Regions from separate parts of the Sus scrofa genome. Here all the other regions are linked to region 2. Evidence: chromatin contacts called from public HiChIP or PLAC-seq and promoter capture Hi-C data. All regions are on one chromosome and are shown on one strand. The core of a region is the stretch at or near the end of the contact, and the rest is flanking DNA. Distances in the headings are between cores, read along the strand shown.

Region 1 (3,421 bases), core at 545-3,044, 250 kb after region 2:
GGTGTGACCTCTCTGGACTCCCACCCCCAGCATGCAGACAGGCCGCCCCAGCCTTTAAGCGGCGCAGCCAGATTCAAGGGCAGCAGGCGGGGACAGAGCAGCCACCTCGGGACACCCTGCCCCGCCCCAGCTGTGTGTGCCGATAACGGACGGGGGCTGGACCCTCCGCGGCCCGGCAGAGCCCGCAGGATGCAAAGCGCCAGGGTCGGCGCGCCCCTCCCTTCCTCCTCCTCCTCCTCGGCTCGGGCCAGTCACGGTCCTAAGCCCCCCGGCCCACTCACGCTGGCAGCTGCGGTGGCGGTGGCGGCGGCGGCGCCTCGGGCGCGGGCCCCGGACTGCTGTGCTCCGGACTTTGTGTCCTGCCAGCCGGGCGCTCGCTACGCGGCTGCATGGGTTCGGCCGCCGGCCCGCCGCGGATCCGCGGAGGACGCACGGAGGAGCGAATGTCGGGCGGCCGGAGGGCTGCTCGGCGGTGGCGGCCGGCTTCGCGTCCCTGGCTCCCGCCGCTTGCCCGCAGCCGCTGTTTCTCGGCGCCGCCCGCCCCGCCTCCTGCGCTCCCCCGCGGCTTCCCGGACACTGCATAGCGCAAGAATTCTCTCAGGTTTCCGTGCCCCGTCCGCCTCCTCCTCCAGGAAGCCCCCGGCGCCCCGCCCGCGTCCTATCTCCAAAAAGCCTCCCGGGTCTTCCGCCCGTCTCAACCCGTTGAAGAAGGCAGCCCCCTCACCCCGCCCCGCCCCGCACTCTCCTGGGCCCCGCATCTCTTAGACGCCGAATGGCTGGCTCCACGTGATGCCCCTGGGGCCTGAGCCAACCCGGGGCTGCATCTGCTCGCCTCTCTGTGACCCCACGCAGGCCTTTTTACCTGTCCGCCTTTGATCTGGACGCTGGCTGGGGAGCAGGATGGAAGTGGGACGCACGCCCTAGGGGCTGTGGGATTTCCTATCTTGGGATCTGACTGTCCCGGCTTGCATACTCCCTCCATTAGGCAGGTGGGGGGAGAAGAGGGCAAAGGCTGGCTTCCTCACCTCCTTCCTTCCCCATGGCAACCTTCCAGCTTCTGGGCCTTTGCACCTGCTGGCTGTTCCACAGACAAAGAGGAAAAGTAGCTGTCCCTACCCGGGCCGGTCTGGGGACTTAGGTAGGGGTGTTCCCAAGCGAATCTCCAGCGGAAGACTCGCTGGACTGAAGTATCAGGCACACTCTTTTAGGGAGATTTGGCTAAATTAGCTTCAACAACAGTGCTCGGATCTGTCTGCTCTCTTGCCCCCTCCTGCTCCCCCGGCGCAAGTGCTATGGGGCTGCTTAGGGAAATGGAAAAGGCTCTCACTGTTCTGACCCTCACCAGAATGTTATTTATCTTTAAGCAAACTGCCCATCGATAGCATCGCCATTTCTGTTTTCATTTGCTTTTCCTACTAGATTGTTCGCTTTAGATCATCGATTTGTAAGAGCTTTGTGTATAGGGTCCTCTCTGACGCATGTCTCCCACCACCATGCATTTTTTTCTGTGGAGCAATGACACCCTCACAGGCGCGGGTTCACGGAGCCCGCGGGGGCTGTGGGCAGGGCCGGGCGAGGGCCCGAGCCTTGCCTTCCCCTAGGTCGTTGTCGATATTGGTGCCTTTTTGGGAAAAGGTCTCAGATTTGTGAGCAGAAATCTGTGAGATTCCGCCCTACGCAGTCCTGCCGGGTGCTCGAGCTCTGCCGCCTGTCCTTCAGCGGAAGCGTTCGGGAGCCGCGACTGAACCCGGCCTGCGCCAGGAACGCGCATCCCGCGTGCCACCCTGGGAGCCCGGGCGCCGCCCGCTTCCCGAGAGGTGTGAACGCGCTCTCCCGCCTGGATGCTGCCGCAGCCGTTGTTGGAGAACCGTAAAGCCACCCGACGAGACGAGACTGGGCGGGGCCGGCCTCAGGAAGTGCGCACAGCGCAAGGCCTGCCGGGGCAGGAAGCGGGGCGCACGCTGCGGCCGGGCAGCGATGGCGGCGGCGCGGAGCCGCAAGCGGTGAGTCGAGGCCCTGCTCCCGCCTTTCTGGCGCCCCTTGCGCCTTTCCTGGGGTGGCGGGGCTGGGGCACACCGGGCTGGCGGGGAGTCATAACTCCGAGGGCATGGCCCGCAGGCGTCTGGCGGAGCTGACTGTGGATGAGTTCCTGGCCTCGGGCTTTGATTCCGAGTCCGAATCGGAGCCCGAAGGAGCCGCAGAAGGCGAGACGCTGGCGGCACGCGGAACCTCCCGGAGCGTAGATGAGCCAGATAGGAGTTCCTTGGCCAGGTGAGTGGAGCGTTCTCCACCGGACGTGTGTAAAGCAGAACCCCGTTAATCGTCCTGGCCCTCCCCACCACAAGGGTGCTGACCACTCCTGGGGCCTCAAGACTGAGACCTGAGGACCCGTGACCTCTCCCCCGGACCCTCCGGCTTGTTTATTCTTCGGACCGGTATTTACGGAGCGCCTCTTCTGTGCCAGGTCATTCAGGTCTTAGACGTTGGAGAATAGTACTCCTTTCTGGTCTTTGCGGTAAGAAAGCTTACTCGATTTTGGATGGCCCACGGTGTGTAGTGGGTTAGAAGAGGGAAGTGCTTGCGGTCAGGAAGGCAAAGCAGAAGGGGCTGGAGGCACAGGGAGCATATCTGGGAGCGCCTGCTGCAGTGTTAAGCGAAGTGGATAAGGCCATTCGAGGAGGTGATAATTGAGCGAAACCTGAGGGAGGGAACTGCCACAGTAGGAGAAGAATGTCCCACTGTTTCAGGGAGCAGGAACAGCAGAGGTCCTGAGGTGGGAGTGGACCTTACGCGCTGAGATGAGTGTGGTTGTGGCAGGAATGAAGGGGAAAGTAGCAGGAAGTGAATCTGGAGAGGTGGTGATGGGGCTGGATCTTGTAGATCATTTGTATGACATCCTAGTACGGTGGGAAGTTATCTCAGGGGTTTGGTGAAGTAATGTCACGTAGCTCGTAACATGAAGGGTCTCTTGGGTTGCTGTGCTGAGAGGAGGTTGTGAAGGAATTGAGAGATGGTGCTGGTTTGAGAGGAGCCATGAGTGGATTTGAAAGTATTGTATTGGAGTTCCCGTCATGGCTCAGTGGTTAACAACTCTGACTAGGAACCATGAGGTTGTGGTTTGATCCCTGGCCTTGCTCAGTGGGTTAAGGATCTGGCGTTGCCGTGAGTTGTTGTGTGGGTCGCAGATAAAGCTCGGATCCCGAGTTGCTGTGGCGTAGGCTGGCGGCGACAGCTCCAGTTAGACCCCTAGCCTGGGAACCTCCATGTACCACGGGTGCGGCCCCAAAAAACAAACACAAAACAAAGTATTGTATTGAGGAGAGCTCATGGCAGCTGGGTTCGAGAGACAGGGAGAGGTTTATCTTTGATCTGAGAACCTGGAAAGGGGGAGTTAGAGATAGCTTAGATAGAGCAGGGTGTG
Region 2 (3,429 bases), core at 253-2,752:
CAGGTACCGGCCAGCTGGGGTGGGGAGAGTGTGTGATGTGGCATGTGTGGGGTTTGGGGCCGGTCTGCATCTCCCTCACACCTGTGCTCCAACACCCTGATGCCTCAGGGCGGCCTCCTCCACATAACTTTCCAAGAGCTAAAAGCAGCGGGGCCATCCGGTGGCGTGGGGATAGCAGGGCCTGGAGGAGGCGGGGGAAGGCCAGATTCCCACGGGCGGACTCGCCTGGTCCTGGACGGCCGGACCATGGGCACCCCTTCCGGGATCCGCCCAGGGCCTGGGGCCAGCTCTGCGGTGGCCGTTCAGATCCCACCTGAGGGTGCCTGGGTGGGCAGACTTGAGGTGAGCGTGGCTGCTCCCCGTGGCTGCATCCACTGGTGCTAGGAATGTGGTCGGTTACCTCATTGCCTGAGAGGCAGTCCGGGCCGTGGTCAAGGGTGAGAACTTGCAGGTCTCTGCTCTCCTGCCCAGAGCCACGAGCTCCGCCCAGCCACGGTCTTCCAGATCTGTCGCGACCGAGGACCAGCCTGACAGCGTAGCAGCCTGTGCGGGAGCATCCGAGCCCCACTCACAGGAAGGGCAGGGGTAGTGTGCTGGCCTGCCCACTGACCAGCCCTCCCTCGGTCCAGGCCCCCACCTGCCTGCCACCTTCAGGTGCCTGCAAATACTCTTGGAGGCAGATGAGCAGCTCCAGGCCCTGCAGGAGGGCTCTCTCTATGTTGACGCTGTCCGGGGAACTTTGGCCTGGGCTCCCTGGGCCTCCCGGGGCCGCCCCACCTCCCTGCTCTGCCTCCCCTCCCCCAGGGCCAGGGAGGGGACCGTGGGAGCGGAGAGTTAGTCTCAGTGCAGTGTCCACTGGTGCATAATGACCCTATTCATGGGCCGTGTGGAAAATTCAGTTGGGAAACAGTGCAACTATTTTTACGAGGACAGTTCTCCCCGTGAGCAGAGGACCCCACCTGGCACAGGTTCTGGTGGGGCTCCCGGTCACTGTGGCCACACAAGGCCACCCAGGATTTGATTCTCAGGGCCCCCGGGGGTTCAGTCACGGGGGCCCAGCGACGCAGGGTGCCTCCCGTGCTCTCCTGTTAAGTGGGCACGATCCTTTGGCAGGGGGCCTTTGGGAGGGTCGGGGTCCCGGGGGAACTCTGGCGGGGCTCACGCTGGCACCGCGAGGCGGGGGGTCACCCTTTAACAGGGCCTGTCTTCCCGTAGAAGGCCGGGGGTCGTAAGGGGGGAACATGCGGGGTGGAAGGTACGGGGCTCTGCGGCCGCTGATTCTCCCCGGGGCCGCAGTGGCCCAGGGACGAACCGGCGATCTGCGGCCAACAGACCGGACCCGCCCGGCGTTCGGGCCCCGCCCCGCGGGGCTGCCCACCAGTGCGCACGCGTCGACTGCTTCCACCTCCCCGGGCGGGAGGCGGCAGCGAGAGGCCGGCTACTTCCGCCCAACCGCCTAGAGCGGCCGCCCCGGCAAACCGCGCCCCGGAACCGGAAGCGATTATGGTCCCGCCCCGCTAGTGGCCATCTTGGAAGCTAAGGCGGCGGCGGCGGCGGCGGCGGCGGCGGCGGCGGCGGCGGCGGCGGCGGCGGTCGGGTGGGCCCAGTCCCGGCGCGGTGCGGCTCTGCGGCACGGGCCCCGCTCTCCCGCTCCCTGCTCCGGCCTCGACCACGGCGAGCCTGAGCGCGGCGGCGGCCCACGCGCGGCGACGGGGAGAGGTGAGCGCGCGCCGCGGGCCTGCGCCGGAGCCTCGGCCGCGAGTCCGCCCCGCTGGAGCCGGCCAGGGTGGCGGGCGGCGGGCACGGGGTCTCCGCACAGCCCGACCCCGCTCCGTCTGTGCTCGCGGGGCCCGGCCTGGAGCTTCCATGCGCGGAACGCTAGGTCGGTTACGGTGGGGCGCCCGGGGCTCCGGGCCGGGTCGTCCTCCTGCCAGCTTGGGGATTCTGGTGGTCCCACGGCTGGTGTCCCACGGAAAGGCCTCCTGCCAGTGGCACACTTGCGGGCGCCGCCGGGACGAGCCGGCGTAGGGCTTGCTTTGTAAACATGTCCTGGGAGTCCGCGTTGACGAGGGCTGGTTGCTGTTGAGGCCGTCGACACTTCACACCTGAGCAGCTTTTTGAGTCCCAGCAGGAAGGCGCGAGCCTGCTTATTCCCCTTGGAACGGTAACCAATTGAAAAGCCAGGCGGCCGGAGTGGGACGCCGCAGTCGGGGGGCTCTGTTGCCGGCCGGCTAGTGTGGGCCCCGGGCAGGTTCTTCCCCTATGCCCGCCTGCTCTCCTTAGCTGCCCGTTGCCAGCACGGTCTCGAGAGCTCTGGCCAGTGTAAGCTTCTGGTCCCCTGTCCTGCTAGTAACACTTAGCTGACGTGTGTCCAGTTGAAATCCATTCCCAACCCCTTGTCGCGCCTGCCCCCGCTCCCCACCCCCAGGCGCCAAACAGTTAAGGAGAGGAGAGCCTGCTCCTGGTGGGAGGGGAGGTGGTCAGTGGGTAAGAACCCTCCGCGCGGTGGCTCTGGGCCCTGTTCTTTCCAGCTGAGTGACCTTCGGTGCTTGGATCTAGTTTTGGCAGAAGGGAACTTGAGAGTCCTGCTTAATTGAAAAGTCCAGTGTGTCTGCAGGCACAGTTGGACCCTGTGCCTACAACTTGGAGTCAGTAATCCTCCCTCAGCCCCCAGCCTCCATCTGGCTGTGAAACAGTCCCGGTGGGGAAGGGAAAGTCCTGGGCACGGGTGTGTCGCGTGCCCGTCCGTCGGTCAGGCCAAGGTCTCTGTCACAGCATCACTGAGTGCTCGGACCCCGGGCGGGAGCGATGCTAGGCCGCCGGCGGCGCCCTGTTTCCACTTGCTGCCCACGGGACTCTGTCACCTGCGGGCGTAGGCTTCGGTTGCTCTCCTTCAGCGTCTCTGCGCTAAAGTTTTGTTTGCCTCTGTTTTGTTTCGTCTGATGTTTTTTTTTCTGTGTCTGCACCCCGTTTCCTTCTGTGAATTACACCTTCTGTGTCTTTGTGTGGGGACTTGTCTTGAAGGGAGCTTGAGCCCCAGCTCATGTCCCGTGGAGGTGCTCTGGCTTCTGTAGGTGGGGAAAACTGGAAGAAACGGTCACACCTGAAGTCCCCTGGAGGGGCTGCGATGAGGCACAAGAAGGGTCATTAGAAGCCCTTTTAGCGGACTGAGGAGGTGTGTGAGAGGTAGGATCTTCAAGGTTGCGCACCTGAGAGCAAGAGTGAGCGGGAAGTCCGCGTGTGAGCAGCTAGGCCGGGTCTGTTTTAGGAATCGGGGAGGCGGACCGCGAACCTTCCTGAGGAGCCTGCCTGGCCACTTACTCCAGGCCAAGCACAGTTGTATTCGAATCGCCCAGCGAACTGGTGTGTGTGGCAGGGCGTTAACTTTGGGGTGAACGGTTAAAGGAAACAGCCCCTTAGAGTTCTTTG
Region 3 (3,674 bases), core at 232-2,731, 230 kb after region 2:
TGCAGTTGGCATCTGAGGTGGAGGGCGGTCTGTGGGGCTGAGGCCTTAACCTGTGGGATCCGACGCCATCTCCAGACTGTCAGAATTTATTAACCATAGAACACTTGGCTGGTGTCTCAGTGGCCCAGATGTCCCAGGTGGCTGAGGATGCCACCAACCTCCCTCTTCCTGTGTGACGCTGCCTCCTCCACACGAGGCCTCGGTCTTCATTGTCCCAGCCCCCCCCAAGTCTCGACTCTCCGACCCTCTTCAGATGCCGCCTTCTTTCCACTCTACGTCCTTTTACGATGTGTTGCTCTCAGAAATGCTCTTATTTACCTGCCAGTTTAGATGTTTGCTCCTCTGTCCCTTAGTGGGAGGCCAGAAGTGTGTGTGTCACCATGACCTGCCCGGCGGCGGGGGGCGGGGCAGATAGGCAGCACCAGCCCCAAGGGCAGGATGACTCGGAGCAGGGGCTTTGGGACCCAGCTCTGCCACTTACTAGCTGTGTGACTGTGCACAGATCACTCACCCTCTCTGTGCCTTACCAAGCTCAACAGTGAAAGAGGGTCTTTCTGGTGCCACTCTCAGTATGACGCATTTTAGAAAAGTGCTCAGGGGGCCAGGCAGGGTGGTGCCTGCAAGTGGCTGTTGTTCCGAGAGGCCGTGCCTCCTGCCCAGCTCCACATGGTGACCTGGGCGAGCAGCACCAGAACCCCGTTCCTGCTGGGCCTGATCGTGGAGCCTTGTTGGGAGACAGGCTGGCAGGAGTGACTAGCTCTCCCTTTGCCCTCCCCAGCCCTCTCCAGAGGCCAGCACCCATGGGTGCCCTCTGCAGAGAACCCTAAGGCCCTCATCTGTCTCCCAAGCCCCACCAGCAGGGCAGGGGCCAGACCAGGGAGGTACAAGCCCTGACCAGGCCAGCAGTGGCCTTGTCCCGATGACCTCGGAACATTCCAGGACTGGTCTTTTCCCAGCTCATCGCTCTGTTGTTCCCTCTGTTCCCCCCAGGTGTCAGGGTAAAGTCCTAAGATAGTCTTGGGGGCTGCTAGCAGGGGAGCTGGCATGAGAAGTGGGGGTCTGAGTTTTCACAGTGGGCGGGACCACTTTAAGAGGGAAGGGCAGGCTGTGGCCAAGATGGACTTAAGAGTGGCCTTCAGCTTGGGAAGGGGAGGTCCCTGCCGTCCTGACTGTGGTCAGCGCTCTCTGACTGGCATCTGTCCTGACCAGGAAGGTGTCCCTCATGTAGCTGGAAGCCCCTCAAATGCCATCTATTTGTGGCCTGGACCCTGATGCCTGGCAGCAGACATGTGACCGTGGGGCTGGGGTATTTTTGGCAATGGGGGTGGGGCCTGGATGGCGAGCCCAGCACCATGCCTTTCTGGAACAGGCTGCTCGGATGCCCAGCTCCACTGCCCCAGCTGGCTGTGGAGTCCCAGGTACGGTACTGTCAGCAGCCCCATTCCCACCCTAAGGGGTCCCTAAGGGGATAGCCCCTACAGAACCCCGGACAGAGAGGAGAACCAAGTACAGCGGGTCAGGAAGCCACTGTGCCCTGGACTCAAGGCATCTCTGCCTCAGGACTGGCCCAGCCAGAGCGACCTCCCACCCCCCTGGGTCCAGTGGCAGCTGACCAAATGCCAAAGGCAGCCCCTCCTAGGGAGCTGAAACGTTAGGGGCTCTCAGACAGCTAGGGTTGTCTCGGTTCACTGAGACGGGTGAAAGGGGGCTTCGCCAGCTGTGCAGGTCTGGGTCAGGGCCTAGAGCCTGAGGATGGGCCCTAGGGGGGCTTGTTTCTGTTCTGGGACCTCCTGCCCAGGGAGGGGCAGAGCCAGGCTCTCCCTGATGACCCCTGAGTGGGCTCTGGCCAGCGGTGGCATGACCTTGGTAAGCTCAGAGGAAGCCCAGCAGCCTTTCTCAGCCAAGGGTGCCGGAAGGTCATGGCCAAAGGCTGGTGAACTGTTGGACACCGTGGCCCCTCCCCCCATGGCCAGCAGCCACCTGGGGCATGTCGGGACAGTCCAGGGCTGACCGTCACCCAGGTGAACTGAACCCTGGTGGGTGGTCCTTAACTGGGCTTGGCTCTATAAAGTCAGCCTTGCTACCAGCAACTCAGGAGGAAAGCTGCAGGCTGGCCCGGCTGAGCAGAAAATGCACAAAGCTGTGGGGGAAGCTCCTCCTGGGGATGAAAACTCAAACAAGATGAACCCTATTTTTCAGTGAACTTCACTCACCCGAAAGCAGGACTGTAGCAACATGTCATTGTGACGTTATCGTTCGCGGTCACTCTGGGAACAGGGCAAGTGGCAGCTGCGGATATTCCAACTCCAGGAAGCAACCAGGTTTGAGGGCAGCACAGCGTCTCTCTGGACACCCCATTTGTTCTGCTCTCTTTGAGGACAGAGATGGAGTGCTGGCCCCTGAGCCAGGGAGGGGGAGCCCAACCCAGGGGGCAGGTGGGGTGGTGGCAGTGGTTGCTGGCCGGGGCCCTGGGCCTGTGAAGACCCTACCCCTGTGGCCCATGTGCCTCTGTTGACCCGTGATGGAAAACTTCCAGTACAGTGTCCAGCTGAGTGACCAGGACTGGGCTGAATTTTCGGCCACTGCTGAAGAGTGTGGCCTCCTGCAGGCTGCCCTGGCCTCTGGGGATGAGCTCTTGTCCAGTGACACTGACCAAAGGGACAATAGTCCTCCAGGGCCCCCTCCTCTTCTTGAGGGGCAGTTGGCTCCCGGGGGGAGTTGCCAGCCTGGCTTTGAGGAGGAGGGCAAGGCAGCCACTTGGCAGCTGGTCAGCAGGTCTTGGCGCGAGCCTGTCCTGGCCCTGGAGGCTGGTCAGCAGACGCCTAGCACGTCCGCACGGTCAGATGCTCGGCTGTCCCTCAGCTCTGGGGCTGCCCTTTCTGTCCGGAGCTCGTCCCTCCCAGGGCCAGCGTCTTCCGGAGACGAGATGCAGAGGCTTCTGCAGGGGTCAGCCCCCCAGGGCCCTGCCCCTAGTCCCACTGGTGAGCCTCCTCAGAGCCCCGAGTCCCCTAGCCGCAGCGCTGCCCCCCAGAGGCCCCCTGGCAGCCCTGGAGCCCCACCACGCAGCCCCAGCCGAAAGAAGAGGCGCGCTGCAGGCACCAAGGCAGGTGGGCGCTCGGGTGCTCCAGGCTCTCTCACCCAGCTGGGTTCCGAGGTGCTCACTGAGGCCAGGCCTGAGGAGGGCCTCAGCCTGGCTGGGTCCAGGGGGAGGGCTCTCCCAGCTGGGGTGGCAAAGCAGATGGCAGGAGCCAGGCAGAACGAACTGGGGCCAGAGTCGGCAGGAGCCCCTGAGCGGGTGACCAGGCAAGGGCCAGGTGTGGCTCTGTCTATATCTGTCCCTACCACTGAGCAAGGTACAGATCTACTCAGAATGATGCCCATGGCTGAGCCTGTGTCCATGCTGGACCTGGAGGCGCCTCGAGATGTCTCAATGGCCAAGTCAAGGATGCCTCGATCAACACCTACCTCCAAGCCTTCAGCTGAGGTTGCTCAGTCTACATCCGCCTCCAAGCCTCCAGCCGAGGTGCCTCAGTCTACACCCGCCTCCAAGCCTCCGCCCAAGGTGCCTCAGTCTACACCCGCCTCCAAGCCTCCAGCCGAGGTGCCTCAGTCTACACCCGCCTCCAAGCCTCCAGCCGAGGTGCCTCAGGCTACACCCGCCTCCAAGCCTCCGC

What was found. Promoter capture Hi-C pulls out the DNA fragments that hold promoters and counts their contacts. HiChIP or PLAC-seq counts read pairs in DNA pulled down with a chosen protein or histone mark.
Region 1: a promoter capture Hi-C map of fetal liver shows a contact between it and region 2, with 2.1 times the contacts expected there. The contact joins the promoter of KLHL17 here to the promoter of UBE2J2 in region 2. A contact is called at or near these places in 1 of 5 promoter capture datasets (fetal liver) and 1 of 2 datasets of contacts at active chromatin or transcription factors (alveolar macrophages).
Region 3: a contact with region 2 is called in an H3K27ac HiChIP or PLAC-seq map of alveolar macrophages. The contact joins the promoter of PERM1 here to the promoter of UBE2J2 in region 2. A contact is called at or near these places in 2 of 47 Hi-C or Micro-C datasets (embryonic fibroblasts and heart right ventricle) and 2 of 2 datasets of contacts at active chromatin or transcription factors (alveolar macrophages and skeletal muscle).

What each region holds. Positions count from the first base shown.
Region 1 is chr6:63,319,271-63,322,691 of Sscrofa11.1, reverse strand. It overlaps KLHL17 (kelch-like protein 17), which reads right to left and starts at 1,794. Exons shown (of 11, transcript XM_021095168.1): 1 at 863-1,794; 2 at 282-576. The coding sequence starts at 982. It overlaps NOC2L (nucleolar complex protein 2 homolog), which reads left to right and starts at 1,893. Exons shown (of 19, transcript XM_021095173.1): 1 at 1,893-2,003; 2 at 2,119-2,271. The coding sequence starts at 1,978.
Region 2 is chr6:63,566,153-63,569,581 of Sscrofa11.1, reverse strand. UBE2J2 (ubiquitin-conjugating enzyme E2 J2) reads left to right here and starts at 1,502. Exons shown (of 7, transcript XM_003127491.4): 1 at 1,502-1,719. It overlaps SCNN1D (amiloride-sensitive sodium channel subunit delta), which reads right to left and starts at 1,411. Exons shown (of 14, transcript XM_021097433.1): 1 at 401-1,411.
Region 3 is chr6:63,339,337-63,343,010 of Sscrofa11.1, reverse strand. It overlaps PERM1 (PGC-1 and ERR-induced regulator in muscle protein 1), which reads left to right and starts at 1,481. Exons shown (of 4, transcript XM_021095161.1): 1 at 1,481-3,674. The coding sequence starts at 2,522.